Linked DNA regions of Gossypium hirsutum: region 1 is linked to region 2. A link is a contact called in public Hi-C data. All regions are on one chromosome and are shown on one strand. The core of a region is the stretch at or near the end of the contact, and the rest is flanking DNA. Distances in the headings are between cores, read along the strand shown.

Region 1 (5,274 bases), core at 2,316-4,815, 33 kb before region 2:
TTCTAAGAACCCTAGCCGAAAGTAGCAGAGAAATGGGGGGTTCTCTGAATTTTTTTTAAAAAGGGGAACAAATGAATAATTAAAAAAAACTAACTTAAATATCAGAAGCAAACGGCGCCGTTTTGGAGTGAGGGTCCAGGTGCCAAAATGGCACCGTTTTGGACCACCCACGCGCGACCCGACCCGTACCCAGGGGGAATCCGCATGTTTCCCATTATTGGGGAATTTATGCTCGAGGTCCCACCGCTTTTGCGAGGCCTTGCAATGTGGCCCTTGTTTGTTTCTTTTATTTTTTAATTTTGGTCGCATGATTTTGTTTTTGTTTCAGTATGGTCCACCTCGAAACGCAGTGCATGACGTCTGGGAATATTTCCCAAGCAGTCCCTTACTGTTTCAGTGCATTTCATTTAGGTCCTCGACAGCCTATTTTCTATTATTTATAATTCATACCCTAAATTTTAATTCTATTTCAACTTAATCCTTGGTCGGTTTAATTGATTTATTTATTTCTTTTTTATTTTTTTTAAGATCTGTTATCATTATTCATTTTAGGTTCCTATCTTATATACTTCAAATTATTATATATATATATTATTTATTATGAAATTATTTATATACTTTAAACTCTTATATATCATTTATTTGGATTATTTGTATACATATGTTTTTCTATTTAAACCGTTGTTAGACATTATTTATTTCAAATATCTCTTTTCATATTATTTATTCTAAATATTTTTATACGTTATTCTTGTTAAACTATTTTATATATTATCTGTTTTAAGTTTTTATATGTTATTTTGTTATACCATTTTATATGTGAACGATTTTAAATTCTTTTATCATTTATCACAAACCTTTTATCATTATTTACTTTAAGATTTCATATATATATTACTTATACAAAATTATTCTATATACTTTTTATATATTATATGTATTTTTTTAATTTGTTTTCCATATAATATTTATTCACATACTATGTTTTCTTTGAAATTGTTATATATACTATTCATTTTAAGTTGTATTTTTAAGTTATTTTGTGTATTAATTATTTTAGATTGTATTATCCTATTCCCTTTAAATTGTTTTTTTAAATATCTATTTTTTTATTTTTTTGTATTACCTACTCAAATTGTTTAATTATTTATTTTAAATGGCATTATGTTATCTATTTAATTCTTTAATTATTATCATGGATATTTAAATAATATGCATTGTGTGATTTCTGCCATTGTAGTATAATTCGTTCATTCGTATTTCCATACTATTATCATTTGTTTGTGTAATATTGTATTCGCGTTATATCATTCCATGCTCCATGTTATATCTTTGTTTTACTTAGTTTAAATCATGTCATACATTAATCCAACATACTTATCCAACTCGGATCGCTTGATTTTTTTTATCCCAAACGAAGTAACATATGTCATTTAAATATCGTATTCGCTACTATTTAAAAATAAAATTTCAAAATAAGACAATGTTTCGCGTTCTAGAACATCGAGATATTTTGCCCTAACTTACGGGGTTTCAATTTTCTCGTTGATTCTAAATTGCCAAACATCCTTTTGAGTTTTAAAATACACGGAGTTCCAATTAAAATTAAAGACAAACTTGTGCTTGAAAGTTCATGGTATTGCATCCTAACTTACGGGATGTGATACTCCGATATCTTGAGATAAGGAAGTATTTAACAATCGTTTTGAGCTAATTCAAGAATTTTAAAATCGATATTAATAAAAAAGGATTGTATTTCAAATCTATTCCCAATTTTTAATTTTCGACATTAAGACACTAACTAATCAATTCGGTACCAATTTTTGGGCGTGTCGAGGGTGCTAATCCTTCCTCACACGTAACCGACTCCCGAACTTGTTCTCTTGAATGTCGTAGACCAAAATGCCATTTTAGTAAACTAAAATTGTTATTAAAACAAAGGTGATCCGATCACACCAAATAAAGATCGGTGGCAACTCCCGTTTTAATTTTTGTTTTCAAACAAAGTCGATGCCCATTTTCAAAAAAATGGTTTCGACAGACAGTATTTAATTGATTTGGTACCAATTTTGGGCTTAGTGAGGGTGCTAATCCTTCCTCATGCGTAACCGACTCCCAAACCTATTTTCTCATATTTTCGTAAGACCAAAATCATTGTTTTTTAGTAAAAAGAAATATTTTATTAAAATAACCAAATTTCTAGGTGATCCGATCACACCTAAACAAAAAATATTGGTGGCGACTCCACATTTTCATTTTTTCAAAAAGTCGATTCCCCATTTTTCTTTAAATCTGAAAAATGGTTTCGACACAATGATAAAATCTAAATTAATAAACGATTAAAATAAATAAGCACAAAGGCGAAATAAAAAGAAACTAAGAAACAATTGTAAAATATGATGAAGGAAATGATACATGGAACAAATTAAGATAGCCAACATGAAAATGACTTAAAACTGTATATGTGACAACTTAAAACCAATAGAGTGTAAAACAATTTAAATTACAACTATATGAAACCATTTCACATGAAATAATATAAATTTTAAAGGAATAATTTATGAAAGAAAATTTAAAACGAGTAACAAAAAATGGCTCAAGATAAATAACATATGAAGAGATTTTAAATAAATACAAATTTACGAGAAAGTATTGAAATTTTACTAAATAAATAGTAGGAAGACAAACAAGTAAATAAAAATAATTACATGAATAAAAGAATAATAAAACAGCTTGTAAAACAAATAAAAATGAAGATAAGCAAATAAACAAAAAAAATAATGAAATATTAAATAAAACAGTTTAAAAGATGACAAAAATAGTAGTAATAATAAAAATAACAATAATAATAGTAAATAATGCTAAATTAATTAATAATAAAATAATAAATGGGTAAACTCAAAAAAGAAAATATAATCACAATAAAAAGTAATAGCCATGATAGTAATAATAGTAATAGTAATATACGAGACAATGCATACACATGTATATATAACTAAATAATGTACATAAATTAAAAAGATAGTCTAATATAAATAATATATATAAAAATAATAGGTATTTAAGAATAAACATCATACGAATGTTTAAAGCAGAGAAATATAAAAGAGAATTTTTTTAAATTAAATGAACTATATAATAAAACAATTAAAATATGTACAAATGCAAGTAAAAAATAACATACTAAGACAAATGTAAAATCGATAATAATAACTCAGAATCATATACCCAAAAAAAAACCAAATAATAAATAAATTAATAGAAATTACATAAATTCAAATAAACAAACTTAATTGAAATAAATGCAAACTAAAAGGGGAATTAATAAATAAAATGAATCATTGAAACAAAATCAAGGGCTAAAATATAATGCGCGCAAATCAAAGAGGACTAAGAAACAAATAAAATAAATATCAAAATGAAATATTAAACCGTGGACTAATTTGAAATAACGCGCAAATTCCAGGGGAAGATTTAAAAAAACAAAGAGGTATAAACAGGGCTTAATCAAATGATGGCGTAAATACGAAGAACTAAAAGCACAAATTCTCCATTTGGAACGAAAACGCGTAGATCTGAGGGTAATTGGATCGGGTCTCGAGTCATGGCCATGGAACGACGTCGTTTTGGCGCTGTGATGTTGGGTGCAAAACGGCACCGTTTTGATGCCCTTATAAAGACCAAATTTTATTCTAAAACTCATTCCGACTGCCATTTTAAAAAAAAAACTGGAACTCTCCCCTCTTTTCTCTATTAGGGTTTTGAACCGTAGCCTTTTGCGCTGCCATTGTCAATCCACCGTTCCTCCACCATGACCGACGACCGACCATGCGCGAAATGGGCCTTTTAGCCCCGTTTCAAGGCGCGTTTGGGAGGCCAGATCTTCACAACCCAAAAACCCGGGGAAAGGAGGCCTCCTCTTCCCCTTTGGCTTCTCTTTCGACGACGGAAAGGGGAGGGGGCTCCGATGACGTCGCAACCGAGGGGAGATCCGGTAAGCCTCTATTTCCTTTTATTTTCGTCTTTTTATTTAAAATAGATTCGTAAAAAACTGAAAAGAAAAACAAAAAAAAATGAAGAGACAAAAAATTTAAACCAAACCTTTTCTTCTATTCCCTTTTTTGATTTTTTTGATCTCTGTATTACAATTTTTTTTATTTTTTAAAAAAAAATCCCCCTCAAATACAATCGGTTCCCCCCCCCCTTTTTTTACATTTCTGTTCTTTGGCTATATAGCCGAATTACAAGTCGCTATCACTGCTCTCTTTTTGTTGTTTCTCTACTGTTGCGTTTTGTCTTGGTTCTCTGTTCCTTTTCTGTTTTCTTTTATGTTTGTTTGCAGGTGTTACAAAGGCGATGGGACGGGGCCATTCTGGTGCAAGACTGAGCCTCGGGCGTTGGAGGTGCTGACAATGCACATGGGGTAGGTAGGCGCGGCGCCTAAGGAATCAGAAACCCTAGGGTTTCTGATTTGGTTTAGGTTTTTGGGCCTTTTGGGCTCCATAGGTTTGGGTTTAGTTGAGTTAGGATTTGTAATTGGGTTTGGATTTTGGGTTGTGAATTTAAACTGGACATTTTAATTTTAGTTTGGTTTTTTTGTCTGATTTGAGCTTATTGGGCCCGGGCAAATTTGGGCCCGTACATTGGGGATTTTGTTCGTGGTTTTTTAGGTTTGATTTAATCTATTTTGAAGTTAAGAATAGGTGAGCTTGTTGCTATTAGGGACTTTCTTGACGTAGAGTTTGAACTATGATAATGTGATTTTTTAATCCGATTGTTTAGAGGTTACTAATGCACTCGTTGCTTATCGAGTCAACTTTTTTGAATTTTGTACTATTCTTCAATATTATTTAGTGTTAAGATAATCTTTTTAACATCTGTTTTTCTAATAGACACGATAAATTATTAATAAGGCGACTCATAAAATGACTGGGTAGTCTCGTCTTATGCATTTCTAATAAACACGACAAATTATTAATAAGTCGACTCATAAAGTGACTAGGTAGCCTCATCTTATGCAGATCGCCAAACTTAGGGAAAATCCTCCCTATTAATAGTGTTAAGGAAAATGAGGATAAGCCTTCATCCTGGGGCTTGTTTTGTTCTGCCAAGTTTTATTAGTTGTGGTAATTGTCAACAATCAATAATACAAAACATGAAATAATATGAATAGCCAAAGGTGTTAGAAATCTCCCTAAATACTTTATTAAAAATAGATATAAAATTATTATTTTGAAATTGTGACCATAAGAATTATACTAACACAACAACATG
Region 2 (5,335 bases), core at 78-2,577:
CTTTGAGGACACATCTCGTAGAAGAAATATGATCTCCCCTCCAATGAGAACTTAGGAAACAAGAAATAATGTCACTAAGTGGACTCTATGCCTCAACATATGTAAAAGCCCAAACAATAATTTCATAGGAGGCACGATTATTATCTAGAATGACAATGACAATGACATGTCTTTTGTCTTTGTCAAAAGTAGGGGTGAGCAAAACTCGACTCAATTCGAAAAAATTGAATTTTTTTTTAATTTTGAGGTAATCGAATCGATTTATTTGAGTTATTCGAATCAACTCGAATAAGTAATTCAAGTTTCTAGTTCAAATCGAGTTGAATTTTACAATTTGAATAACTCGAATAATTCAAATAACATATTGGTGTAAATACCCCTGTCAAGTTTGAAAATGAGTAAATCGGTCTCTCTCAACAAAATTACAAAAAAAATTTAAAATAATTTTAAAAAATTCAAAATAATTTTTAAAATTCAAAATATTTATAAAAATTCCAAAATTTATATTTTTTTAAAAAATTCTAAAAATTTCAAAAAAAATCCTAAAAATATATATAAAGAAAGTTGAAAAAATTAAAAAAATTCTAGAACAATAATTTTTTAGGTTTATCATACTAAAGTATTTTTTTAAATTATTTTTCTTTGAAAAAGTTTTTAAATATATATGGTTTCAAATTTATGTGCTCCAATATGAAATTAGTTATATTGTAACAGGATTTTAATTTAACGTGTTTAATTTATTTAATTTAACTTGAACATTTCACATTATTCGACCTTACTCGAATTTCATTTCACTCTACTTAATTCAAAATTAAATTAGAATAATAAAATAAAATTCGTCAACTCGATTAACTCAAAATTTTTTTTTATTTAATTTGATCGAATGACCCGCAATTAAAAGTGATAGAGTAACTTCAAAACTTGATTATCCTCGACAATATCTTTTCTTACAAGCTTGCTATTAAAGATTGTATGTGGATCAACATTATCCTCGACAAATCAAAGGCAGGGCGTACTCTTGTCCTAACTTTTTCAGGTTGTCCAAAAAAATCTTCAAAGTTCATCAAAATTGTTCAAGATAGAAACCACAATCTAACAACTTAGAAAGGAAAACAAGAAATTGGGCAAATAATATTTCTTTCTAATTGCCATGATTTTCCTTTGTTTTCATATTATTTGCGATTCAACGTACTTTTTTGGGGTTAAGAAAATTTCAAGAATTAATATTTATTGTTAGGGGTAAAAATTTACGTTCTCTTTTATTGGTCAAATAACGTGAAACTTTACCAGTTTAATCACCCAAACAGATCATCAAACATTCACACTAGATACGTGTCAGTAATGAACAGAATATTCTTTTTTGTTTTCAACATTCTCACCAAACGGCTTCATCTCCTCCGTGCACGTTCAGATCAACGGCTCACATTTCTCTTTTGTTTAGTATATAATGTATCCGACGACAGGTCTCAAGAAAATAGCGGAAATTAGCTGAGAAAAAAAAAAAAAAGGAAACAGAAAAAAGAAGAAGAAAGCTCGATTAGGGAACGGTGGCGTTTGATCGAGTGCACTTCTTCTCCGTCGCGTTTCATTTCTAGGCCTTTGATCTGATAGATTTCAGAACTTTTTTTCCCGATTTTTTTGATGATTCTTCTTTATTGAGGGAGATCGAAGATGTTGTCGTTGCAAAACGGAGTTGGGATCTCTAGGGCCGCTCCGTACGGCGTTGGAGTTTTCGATCGAGCTGATGAAACCTCCGATGCTGCGGCGGTAGCTGCTGGAAAATCTGCCGTTTATGCGGTGAAGCAGGAGCCGGCTTCTTCGTTCAGTATTGTGCCTCAGAATGGACATGATTCACATGAAGGTTCACATCTTCATTTTTTTATATCAATCGTTTAAATTATTGTTGTTTCTTAATTTTCGAGCTTAAATATTTATTTCTTTCATAAAAATTACAATAGACACGCAAAATATTAGACTATAGCAGTTCCTTTTTATTTTTTAAAACATGAAGTTTGATTATAATATTTCTTATTTGATTTCTTTAAAGCTATAATTTTGAGTTAGATCTGTCTTTTTGTTTTGGAAAAAATCGTGTTGATGCATAAATTTTAGACTTTTAGGGTTTTTTTTGGATCACCATTATTCGTTTTTAGCTTTCAAAATTGAAATAATTTAATTACTTTATGCCTGTCTGAAGAATTTATTATATATGCTTTAGTGTAAAATTCTAAATCCATAGAATATTTTATCTGTGTAACATCTTATTTTAATCGCTGATCTCACCAATGAGATGCAGTTGATGAAGATATGCACTTGGCTCTAGCTCATCAGATGTACAAATCTGGAAACTACAAACAAGCATTGGATCATAGCAGTGCTGTTTACAATCAAAACCCACTTCGTACTGATAATCTGCTTCTTTTGGGTGCTATTTATTATCAGGTAAAAGATTTCTTTTTTTTTTCTTCCTTTAACAAGGAAATTGTTTTGTAATTTTATATTAATGCTTTTGAATATGTTTGCAGTTACATAATTATGATATGTGCATCGCCAAAAATGAAGAAGCCCTTCGAATTGAGCCTCGTTTTGCAGAGTGCTATGGAAACATGGCAAATGCTTGGAAGGTACATGTTAATCTTTATATCAATTTTTTGAAGTTAAATAAAATAAAAAGAAAAGAAAAGAAGAGAAAGTTGTTGAAGAACTGATGGAGGTGTTTTTTTTCCCTAACATCTAGGAAAAAGGCGATATTGATGTTGCCATCCGGTACTATATGATTGCAATTGAGGTTTGTATATGGTTATAGAACCTCGTTTTGTTAGTTTTTTGTCTTTCTGTTTTGCTTGCCAAATCTGTTGTTAGATTGTTAATCTTTGCTTGATTTTGCATTGCTGCAGCTTCGACCTAACTTTGCTGATGCATGGTCGAATCTAGCAAGTGCTTACATGCGAAAAGGAAGATTTAATGAGGCTGCACAATGTTGCCGTCAAGCACTTCAACTGAGTCCTCTTCTGGTATATTTTAATCTGGTTATGTCTTATTATACTCCAGTTAAATGTTCTAAACTTATAATTCAGTACGATGTTCAACATTAAAATTTCTACTTTTTTTGTTTCTTTGTTTGCTTAGCAACTGTGACTCCGAATTTAAGATTTCAATAAGAGTTTCTGACCTCTGTGCAAGACATCTGACCTACATTGTTTTAATTGCCTTGCAGGTTGACGCTCATAGTAATCTTGGAAATCTAATGAAGGCACAGGGGCTGGTGCAAGAAGTAAGTGTCCACAAATGAAATGTTTATACTGTTTGATAGCCTAGCCTCATAACTGGCTGCCAGGGACGTGAAATCCTTGGGTTGAATTATGTTAAATTGTTAACTGATATAATTCACGCCTTTGGCATTACCATGTTGAAGTCTTCAACTAGGATTTGGTTGGACCTCATTCCGTTCCATCGTTTGGTGGAAGTGGTCTAATCTTTTGCTTGCTTTGAGTGTGTATGCTCATTGCTGAATTAACCTGGCCTTGACTCTTATCATCCTGCCCAATCAGAAAGTGAGGGGAAACATCCTTCCCTTATCTATAGATCTTTGTTGTGTATGTCTTTATCTGGTAAGTTACTGATGGAGGTAATTCATGTGTGGAACTGTGTCTCGATATCACAGTTCAATACAGATATCAACTTGTTATCTACAGGCCAGGGCTCAGATGATGGTTGGTCTTGTTATAACTTCATCTGCAGAGATCGAAATTGTCAGAACTAATGTTTTGTGCAGGCATACAGTTGCTATCTTGAGGCTTTACGCATACAGCCAACTTTTGCTATTGCATGGTCAAATCTTGCGGGTCTTTTCATGGATTCGGGTGACTTAAATCGAGCCCTTCAGTATTACAAGGTATGCAGAATCTTGTTTTTTTTATCTTGTTTTTATCTTGTCCAAATTCTGTAATTTACATCTTACTGATTGCTATAGATCACATGACCAACTTTTCAGTGCTGCTTCTTTTTTAATAATTTTCTATGAGATATAATCTACCATGCTTTCCCACCCCCCACTCAATTTTAGTGCTAAGAATTATTTTATGAGCAGCAATACTGATTTAATTTGCAAAATTTGAAATTGCAGGAAGCAGTTAAACTCAAACCCACATTCCCTGATGCCTACTTAAATCTTGGGAATATTTATAAGGTAAGCGATCTTGCCTTGTGCTCTTAATGTTTTGTTCTACAAGTGCCTGGGCTGTTCTTCTTGTGTTGGAGGAAAACAAGATATATCTTTTGTCTTTTCCAGGCTTTGGGAATGCCTCAGGAAGCTATTGTCTGTTATCAGCATGCTGTTCAGACTCGGCCAAACAATGCAATAGCTTTGGGTAAGTGCCTACTATATCACATGGATTTACTATATTTTCACTTTGATCAAGGATGAAAATTTTCTTTGACACTATTACTTGTTTTGTGCTGTAGTTTTTCTTCTTTTTAATTTATTGTACCTGTTATTGTGTTGCTTATTTTTTGAAAGCTATTTGGATTTTTATTATACGTTAAAGATAGTTGAGTTTAATAATGTTATTGAAGTACAAGTTATTTGACTCAATGATTTAGGGAACCTAGCTAGTACATACTATGAGCGAGGTCAACTGGATCTGGCAATCCTCCATTATAAGCAAGCCATTGCTTGTGATCAAAGATTTTTGGAGGCTTACAATAATTTGGTTGGTTTCCTCAATTTCTGTCAGATTGTAAACATCATAGTTTGCTTGTATGCTTTTTCTTTATAAATTTGCTAACTTCAATTTGCTTCAATCATTTTCTTGAAGGGAAATGCTTTGAAAGATGTTGGTCGTGTTGATGAGGCAATTCAATGTTATAATGTAGGCTTCTTTTTTCCTGCTCATTTAGGTTTTATTTTCTCTAATTACTGTTGTTGATCTTTTCAAGTTACAAATTTTCATTGCTGGGTGCAGCAATGTCTCACTTTGCAACCTAATCATCCGCAAGCACTTACCAACCTCGGGAACATATATATGGAATGGTACACTGTCCTCAAATTCTTGATACGCAGATTATTGTATTGCTGATTGTGTTGAATTTTTTAGTGTATGGAATTTTTACAAGTTTAACCTTGCAGGAACATGGTTGCTGCTGCTGCTTCTTATTATAAGGCTACGTTGTCTGTGACAACAGGCTTGTCTGCTCCATTCAACAACCTTGCCGTAATCTATAAGCAACAGGTGGTTCATTGGAATTTGATTCTGTTATTACCTTCGATACTAAATTATGTTAGCTAGTGCCTTTTTTCCTTGCCTCTTTTATCTAATGAGTATTAAATTTAATT

The links. A called contact is a pair of places that touch in the nucleus more often than the background predicts.
Region 1: a contact with region 2 is called in a Hi-C map of fibers, with 1.8 times the contacts expected there. The contact joins the enhancer-like site here to the promoter of LOC107893178 in region 2. A contact is called at or near these places in 7 of 34 Hi-C or Micro-C datasets (fibers, hypocotyl and leaf).

What each region holds. Positions count from the first base shown.
Region 1 is chrA13:103,107,127-103,112,400 of Gossypium_hirsutum_v2.1, reverse strand. No RefSeq gene overlaps it. Among protein-coding and RNA genes, the nearest start is that of LOC107893179, 23 kb to the left of the region's middle. Within about 2 kb of position 3,565, at least 9 of the 9 cell types and tissues checked have an H3K27ac peak or open chromatin away from gene starts, as enhancers often do. A contact at or near this core is called in fibers, hypocotyl and leaf, where this site is marked.
Region 2 is chrA13:103,071,725-103,077,059 of Gossypium_hirsutum_v2.1, reverse strand. It overlaps LOC107893178 (probable UDP-N-acetylglucosamine--peptide N-acetylglucosaminyltransferase SEC), which reads left to right and starts at 1,327. Exons shown (of 27, transcript XM_041085515.1): 1 at 1,327-1,861; 2 at 2,297-2,442; 3 at 2,526-2,624; 4 at 2,738-2,788; 5 at 2,898-3,014; 6 at 3,218-3,274; 7 at 3,776-3,895; 8 at 4,127-4,189; 9 at 4,292-4,370; 10 at 4,603-4,712; 11 at 4,818-4,871; 12 at 4,965-5,032; 13 at 5,129-5,231. The coding sequence starts at 1,672.